Regions from separate parts of the Gossypium hirsutum genome. Here region 2 is linked to region 1. Evidence: chromatin contacts called from public Hi-C data. All regions are on one chromosome and are shown on one strand. The core of a region is the stretch at or near the end of the contact, and the rest is flanking DNA. Distances in the headings are between cores, read along the strand shown. Region 1 holds the start of LOC107900694. Region 2 has its middle 60 kb from the start of LOC121220602.

Evidence for each region. A called contact is a pair of places that touch in the nucleus more often than the background predicts.
Region 2: a contact with region 1 is called in a Hi-C map of leaf, with 2.8 times the contacts expected there. The contact joins the enhancer-like site here to the promoter of LOC107900694 in region 1. A contact is called at or near these places in 18 of 34 Hi-C or Micro-C datasets (callus, cotyledon, hypocotyl and 3 more).

The regions. Positions count from the first base shown.
Region 1 is chrD08:54,724,315-54,727,843 of Gossypium_hirsutum_v2.1, forward strand. LOC107900694 reads left to right here and starts at 1,397. Exons shown (of 6, transcript XR_005916871.1): 1 at 1,397-1,713; 2 at 1,829-1,896; 3 at 2,106-2,188; 4 at 3,405-3,474. LOC107900692 (AP-4 complex subunit epsilon) reads left to right here. Exons shown (of 11, transcript XM_041098415.1): 11 at 1-1,046. The coding sequence ends at 574.
Region 2 is chrD08:54,825,152-54,828,545 of Gossypium_hirsutum_v2.1, forward strand. No RefSeq gene overlaps it. Among protein-coding and RNA genes, the nearest start is that of LOC121220602, 60 kb to the right of the region's middle. Within about 2 kb of position 2,055, at least 1 of the 9 cell types and tissues checked has an H3K27ac peak or open chromatin away from gene starts, as enhancers often do. A contact at or near this core is called in cotyledon, where this site is marked.

The DNA.
Region 1 (3,529 bases), core at 147-2,646:
TGATTCTAGGAAACAAGTTGAAATATCTCCAGAAAAGCAGAAACTGGCTGCTTCGCTGTTTGGAGGTCCATCAAAAACAGAAAAGAAGTCGGCTACTGGTCATAAGAGTTCAAAGCCAAGCAGCCACATGGTGAAGTCTAGTATGGAAGTTGCTTCAGAGAAGACATCTGTTCAACAACCTCCGGACTTGCTTGATTTTGGAGAACCAACTGTCAGAAGTACTGCTCCTTCACTAGATCCATTTAAAGATCTGGAGGGTCTTCTTGAGCCAACAACTCAAGTTTCTTCAGCAGTGAATCATAGTTCAACTGCTGCTGTTACGAAGTCCCCTGATATAATGGGATTGTACACAGAGACAACTGCTGGCGCACACCATAAAGACAGTGATATTTTATCTGGCTTGTCAAAGCCGCCAATGACAAATATGGTTGGTGGCACTACAACCATGCAAGTAGCTCAAAGTAGTAAGGGCCCCAACCTTAAAGATTCATTGGAAAAGGATGCACTGGTTAGGCAGATAGGTGTTACTCCATCGAGTCAGAATCCAAACTTGTTTAAAGATATACTCGGGTGAAATATATTGGGAAGGAAGGATTGACATGACTTACAGCAATGGGGTTTCATTATGGTTTTACTTCCATACAGCTAACAACTGGGCAGTTGATAGGTGAACCATACGAGCATTGAGGTATCATTAGCACAGATATGCAGAGATTGTGGTATTAATTTGATTCAGCCACCTCGAATGGGGTTTAAGAGTCAGGTACGGGTCTGTAGTTGTTGGACAGTACAGAGTTTCGTTTCTTTTTTTTGGAATATTATTTCCTTTTTTCCATTTTTGGGTCGTAGGCAAACAGCGCAAGACAGCGGTGTTCTTTGTAGTGAATTTGAGATTTCGTGGCTGTTCCAACTGCAAGGCTTTTTTTATATGGCTGGCTCAATCCGAAAAACGAAAACGGGTTTTTGTATTGTATGATGTTGAGTCTTTGTTGTGATGACAAATAATAATGCTTCAAAGTGGTATAATAAGGGCGAGTTTGGTTGAACGGTGTGTTTATTATAATTAGTGTAAAAATATCAGTGGCGGTGAGATTAAATATTATAACGGAAAACAAAAAAATAAGTTAAATGTATTATATCACATCGTTCACTCAAACCTGTTGGTGTGTTTGTTAAATATATATAATATATACATGTGCATATTTGCTTTGTATTAATATTATAGGTAATTTTGCCAAATTTCATCAAATTATATCATTTAAATTTTAGTATTAATTTTTTCGTTGATAAAAACTCTGGTATAATTTTTATGAGAAAATTTGGCTCAAATATATTAATGATAAACTTTCAGTGATATCATCTAATAAAATTAAAGAACTATATATTTTTTTATAAAAGTTAATGTTAAATTAGGTTACTCTGTAAATATCCGTACATGAACGGCTCCTAAATGTATCTCTACTGCTTGCTCGAGGCGATATTGGAGAAATTCTAAATTTTAACGTTGAATTGATTGGGAAATAGGAAGCATACTCTGCACACTTCAATTTTGGGTGTTCTTTGGTTGTTTGTATTGTATTTTATCCAAAAAGAAATGGGTAGCAGAAATGGCGGTGGAGCTCCTACGATGATAAGAAGAAGACAATCCGATTTTAAAATGTCCTTCAACCTCGCTCTTCGCTCCCTTCTCACTACCTGTTCTAAAGAGGCTAGGTCACCTTTTTTTCCTTTTTATTCTTGAGATTTTTTTTTTCTCTTGTAAGTTTTTCTCAAAGCTGGATCACAATGTGCATACTTTTAAATGGTTTTCTCTATTGTAATTATGAAGGATTTTAGTAAAGAATTTCCAAAATTTACAAGTACAGAGCAAGAACGTCTCTACCAGCGTTTATTCAGGTTCATTCTTTTTTCCCCCTTCAGTTGCCATATCAATAGTTCACTTTTGCATGCAAATCTTTTTCCAGGAATATCTTCTTATTATTTATGTTCTCTCGATCCTTAATAGAAGTATTCCTACTTCTCAAAAATAATTAATCTAAAAGAGGAAAAAGTAATATATATTTCAACACTATCTGGAACGAGTTTTTTTTTCTTGATTTTAACAGCGAGCTCCTTTTTGTCCAAGCCTTTAACCAATGGCGCTACGGATCATATTCAGGTCATTACCACTTTGCATGGGAGTATAGAGGTATACCGTATATATTACCCTTTGCTTTCATAACTCTTAAATTACGTTTGTTAGTGTTCTAATTATCTGTCCCCTTTATCTCTTTAAATTAGTTACAACAATCGCACCTAACAAGTGTTTGTAGTTAAGTGGTTTGCTATATTATATGAAAACTTTTCTCGACTCTGTTGCTTCCTTTGAATTGATTATTAGGGGGAACAGAAATTAGGTCAGTTTTCTCTACTAATTTATGGAATTACATAGCTGAATAGTATGAATCCTGATGGAAACAGCACAATCTCTAAATAAAAGTTATTGCAGCTTTCAGCGATAATTAAAGTAGCATCCATATCACTACTTACGCTGAGTAACAATGCAGCCAAGATGATTGCGTTATGTTTATCTGTTGTTCCACTTAGTTCTTCTAAACATTTTAGTATAAACCCTTTTATTACTTCTCTGGTTATTTCATTGATATCTGTTTATTAAACAACTGATCTATTTTGTTTTATCATTTGGATGTGTACACAAATCAAGGTAAAATATGGGGGAGGGATACGACCATTAGGATTCTGGAGGTCATATCATTCCTTGAGCTGTAATTATCTAGCACGAAGATTTTGGCTTAATAATGTGTCCTGGTAGACCCAGGTATAAATTATTGGCAAAAGATGAGTTTTTGAAAGCACTTATGTCAAGTCTATAACATTAACTAAGCCTAATTAGTTAAAGCTAGTCAGGGTATGTTTTAGCACCACTTGAGATGGGCAATTCCATTGAAAATAAAAAATGTGTTGGAAAAGGTTAGGGAAACCCCTCCCCAACTCTCCTCTGTCTTTTCCAAACTAATTAGCCTAAATGTTTTATTTGGAATCAATGAGTTTGTTCAGGCAATTCTGGGAGGTTTTGTTGAAACTTGAGTTTTTCAAAGACGGTTAAATTAGATTCACAGGTTCATATCTTATACCACAATCTTATACCATGAGCACAGTCTTATACCATTCAGCAACAAACTAATTGAGTGGACAACAAAACGCGAAATGGAGATACTGATTTAGAGATAAAGCCACGATAAATCTCCAAATAAAACCAATTGGGAGAACCCCCCGTAGCATACATGATTCACTATATTGCATTCAAGTTGCTGACCATATTATTGCATTTAATTTGTGTCCAGCACCTATTGTATCACTTCTGTGCGCGTGACTTTGGATTTTTAAATTTCTGTGTTTTGCAGGTAGAACTGCCCTTGATACTGTGGGGCAACTTGTGGAAGAACAATGTCTTGACCATTTCTTTTCTGATAAGTGGGTATCTATCTGGTTTCTAACATTGTCTGAATGTTGGGTGCTTAACTGATAA
Region 2 (3,394 bases), core at 805-3,304, 100 kb after region 1:
AAAACTATTTTAGCTAGATAAGATTTTAGTTTATTTCAAAACCAATACTACATAAACATAAATCTCCCTATTACAGTCTAGCAAATTTCCTAGCATGAGCATTCCAGTAAATCTTACTAGACTAGATAATGAAACACATTTTTCATCTACAATACAGTTCCTAAACACAAAAGAAGCAATATAATTGTATGAAAAACCATAACATATTAGCAATTAACAAGAATATTGCAAGAAGAATGAGAATTTTTTCAAAAAAAGAAAAACTCTACCAATGCAAAATGGATTCACATAAATTCCATAAAGTCACAATTTATTTAAAATAACCTACTTTAACAATAAAATTTGCTAACTCTAAAATCCAATCTATCAAATACACTCAAAGTTAAAGAATTTTGGACTGCAAGACCAACACCAATCAAAAAGCTTTTATCTTTTAATCATTTTTGAACAATTCAAAGTCACCCACTACGACCCAAATTTTTCCAAATCAAAGTATTCCACAAGTAAACGTTAATATTGGGGCATCAGAAAATAGAGAAAGAAATAATAAAAAATCCAAAATAAATTCAAAGCAACTGACAATTTGAGAAACAAATGAAATAGAGAAACTTTAATGAATCGCAAAGGAAACTATTTCTAGTCTTGGATTTTTTTTTAGAATAAATGCTTAGGCATAAATGTGTCTAGAAAGTAGATTTTGGATTCAAGAAAGGAAAAACAAATAAAAGGAAAGGAGATTTATTTTTTCATTCTTACCTTCAAGAGAGGAAGATAAACACCGACGACTAATTTTGAGAAGCGTTGTTGGTTGGCGGCAGGCACTAGGTCAGAGGTGAAGCACGACGTCAGGGGAGCGACTGTTATTCAAGTCAGTGAAGAGAAGACTCTGTGAAGAGGTAAAGGGAAAATATCTTATGGGATGAAAATTGGTAATGACATCCTGGGTAATATCTTTTACCATTAAAAAACATGTTTGATTTTTGCATTGGGGATTTTATAAGTAATTTTGAGTTTTTTTATCCTTTGCAGTTTTAAGAAATTTTGATGTTTTATAATAATATTTTGTTAGAATTATCCCTTCTCTAATATCAGAATTTCAAGGTTTAAGGGTATAAATAATGATATGGTTTTAGTTAATGTGGTGCAATAGGCGCATGATTTTGTTCAGATTCTAGAGGCATTAACCACAAATGAAGGCCATAATGAAGCTGAAGATGAAAGTAATTTTGAAGATTTTATAATGGAGATTCCATAATAAAGACGAGCATCATACAAACATGGATGAGCAAGATCTTGAACAGAATGTTTTGGGCAAGCTACTAAACTATTATGTGAGGCTTAAGGGCTTTGTTGAGTTGTCATGTGAGGGAAAGGGAGGTGAGGTTTCTATTATGTGGGATGAATAATTTTTTGGATCACCTCTATCTATTAGTAAACGTCAAAGTTCTTTTGTGGTGTATGGTTTGGGGGAGGGGGGGTAAAAAGGTTTGGGTTGCATGTTTCTATGATGCACGAAGTTTGATTAATGGACAAATAAATTGGGATCAATTAAAAATAATAAGTTGTAATGTTAAGGACGAAAAATGGGTTATCTTTGGTGACTTTGACCAAGTCCTAAATCAAGTTGACAAGTACGCATCATCTCATCAAAATCTAAAATGCTGTAAAGCTCCTAAGAAGCTCGAAGAGGAAATGACAAAGCTTCAAGGAAATATCCATGAGAAGATAAAACAGAGAAAAGAGTTGGAAACACTTCTTGAACAATAACAGATATTTTTGTTTCAAAAGCCAAGGATTGACTGGATAGTTAAGGGGGAAAGAAACGCAAAATTTTGCCATATGATTTGAAACTGAATTAAAATATTTAATCATATCAGATTCTTAAAAGATGAGCATGATAATGTTATTGAAGATAATGAAAAGAACGTTTGTGAAGCATTTTCAGAATATTCTAGGGGAACAAGATCATAGTTCAGAAGAGGATATTAAAAAGTTCATTCAACAGTTTCAAGTACCTCAGATTTCTTGTAACTAATGGTCTGGCTTGGAAAAAGAGTTTGATGGACAGTGAAATTACTAGAACCCTTAATCAATTTTAACCGAGGAAAGCTCATGGATCGTATGGTAAGCCAACAATCTTCTTTCAGTACAATTGGGATATTTTTAGCTCACAATGAATTTTCTAGACACTGGGAACATGCTAAAACTTTACCACCCTTGTTCTCAAAAAACCAGGTACATATTTGGTTAATGATTTTAGACCTGGTGAACTGACTTAAACTAGTTATGGGAGGATTAATCACGCCATTTCAAAATGCTTTTGCCAAGAGTAGATAAATCACGGATAATGTGATTTTTGGGTGAGCAGGAGGTAGAGATTTTACATATATTCGACAAAAAATGGAGTATGAAAGGAATATTAGAAGCTCTAAAGCTTAAGATGCATAAAGATTAAGTTGGAATTTCATCAAAATTGTTTTAGAAAAAATGGGTTTTAGCCCCAAGAGGGTTAGATTGATAATGAATCAAAATATGTTGTTCTAAATAGTGGTTTAAGATTAGGAGATCCCTCCTTTATCAAAATATTCTCTCTTGCATTGCTTAAAGCAAGGGAAGATAGCTAATCTATGGAATTAAAATTGAAAGAAATAACATGTCTATGAATAACAACTATATCTTCTTCAAATCTAATCTAGAGGATTACAATAACATAGAAGAGATTCTTTAATTTTTCGGGATAAAAAATCAATTTGGACAAATCAAAGCCTACATTACACCCTCAATTCGAGAGGATGTTGAAGGAGGTTTTAAAAGGTAAAAGTTAATACAATGTTTAGGAAATATTTAGGTTTAACTTTGAGCCTATGCAAGGTAAATAACAAACTTTAAGGATGGAAAGCAAAACTATTGTCTACTAGAGGTCCATTAATTCTCATTAAATCAACACTTCTAGTCTTCCAATTTATCATCTCTCTTGCTTTAGATCGCCTACCTCAATTAAAAATCAGATTGATAATATTACGTGGAGCTAGAAGAATGTTATATTTTAATCAACTCCTACTGGCTTGGAGGATAATGACAGGGGAAAGTTGGCTTTTAAAAGATAGAACTCCAAAGAAATACTCTGCAAGTGAAACTTTCTTGAATGTAAATCCCAAGGCCTATAATTCAGGGGTTTGGAAAGGAATCATTCATGGAAGAGATTTATGTCATAAAGGATTAGATGGAGTGGTGAGAGTATGAACCAAAGAAACCGGACAGGAAATGATGCTCAGGGATCTTCTAGTGAAAAAATACCTCCATATTTGGAGGTAAGGTAATGCTAAGATGGTGTAGAAACAGATACTCACTGAAACCAGGCTATAAAGTTGCAGTGAAACTTCCATTTTGGAAA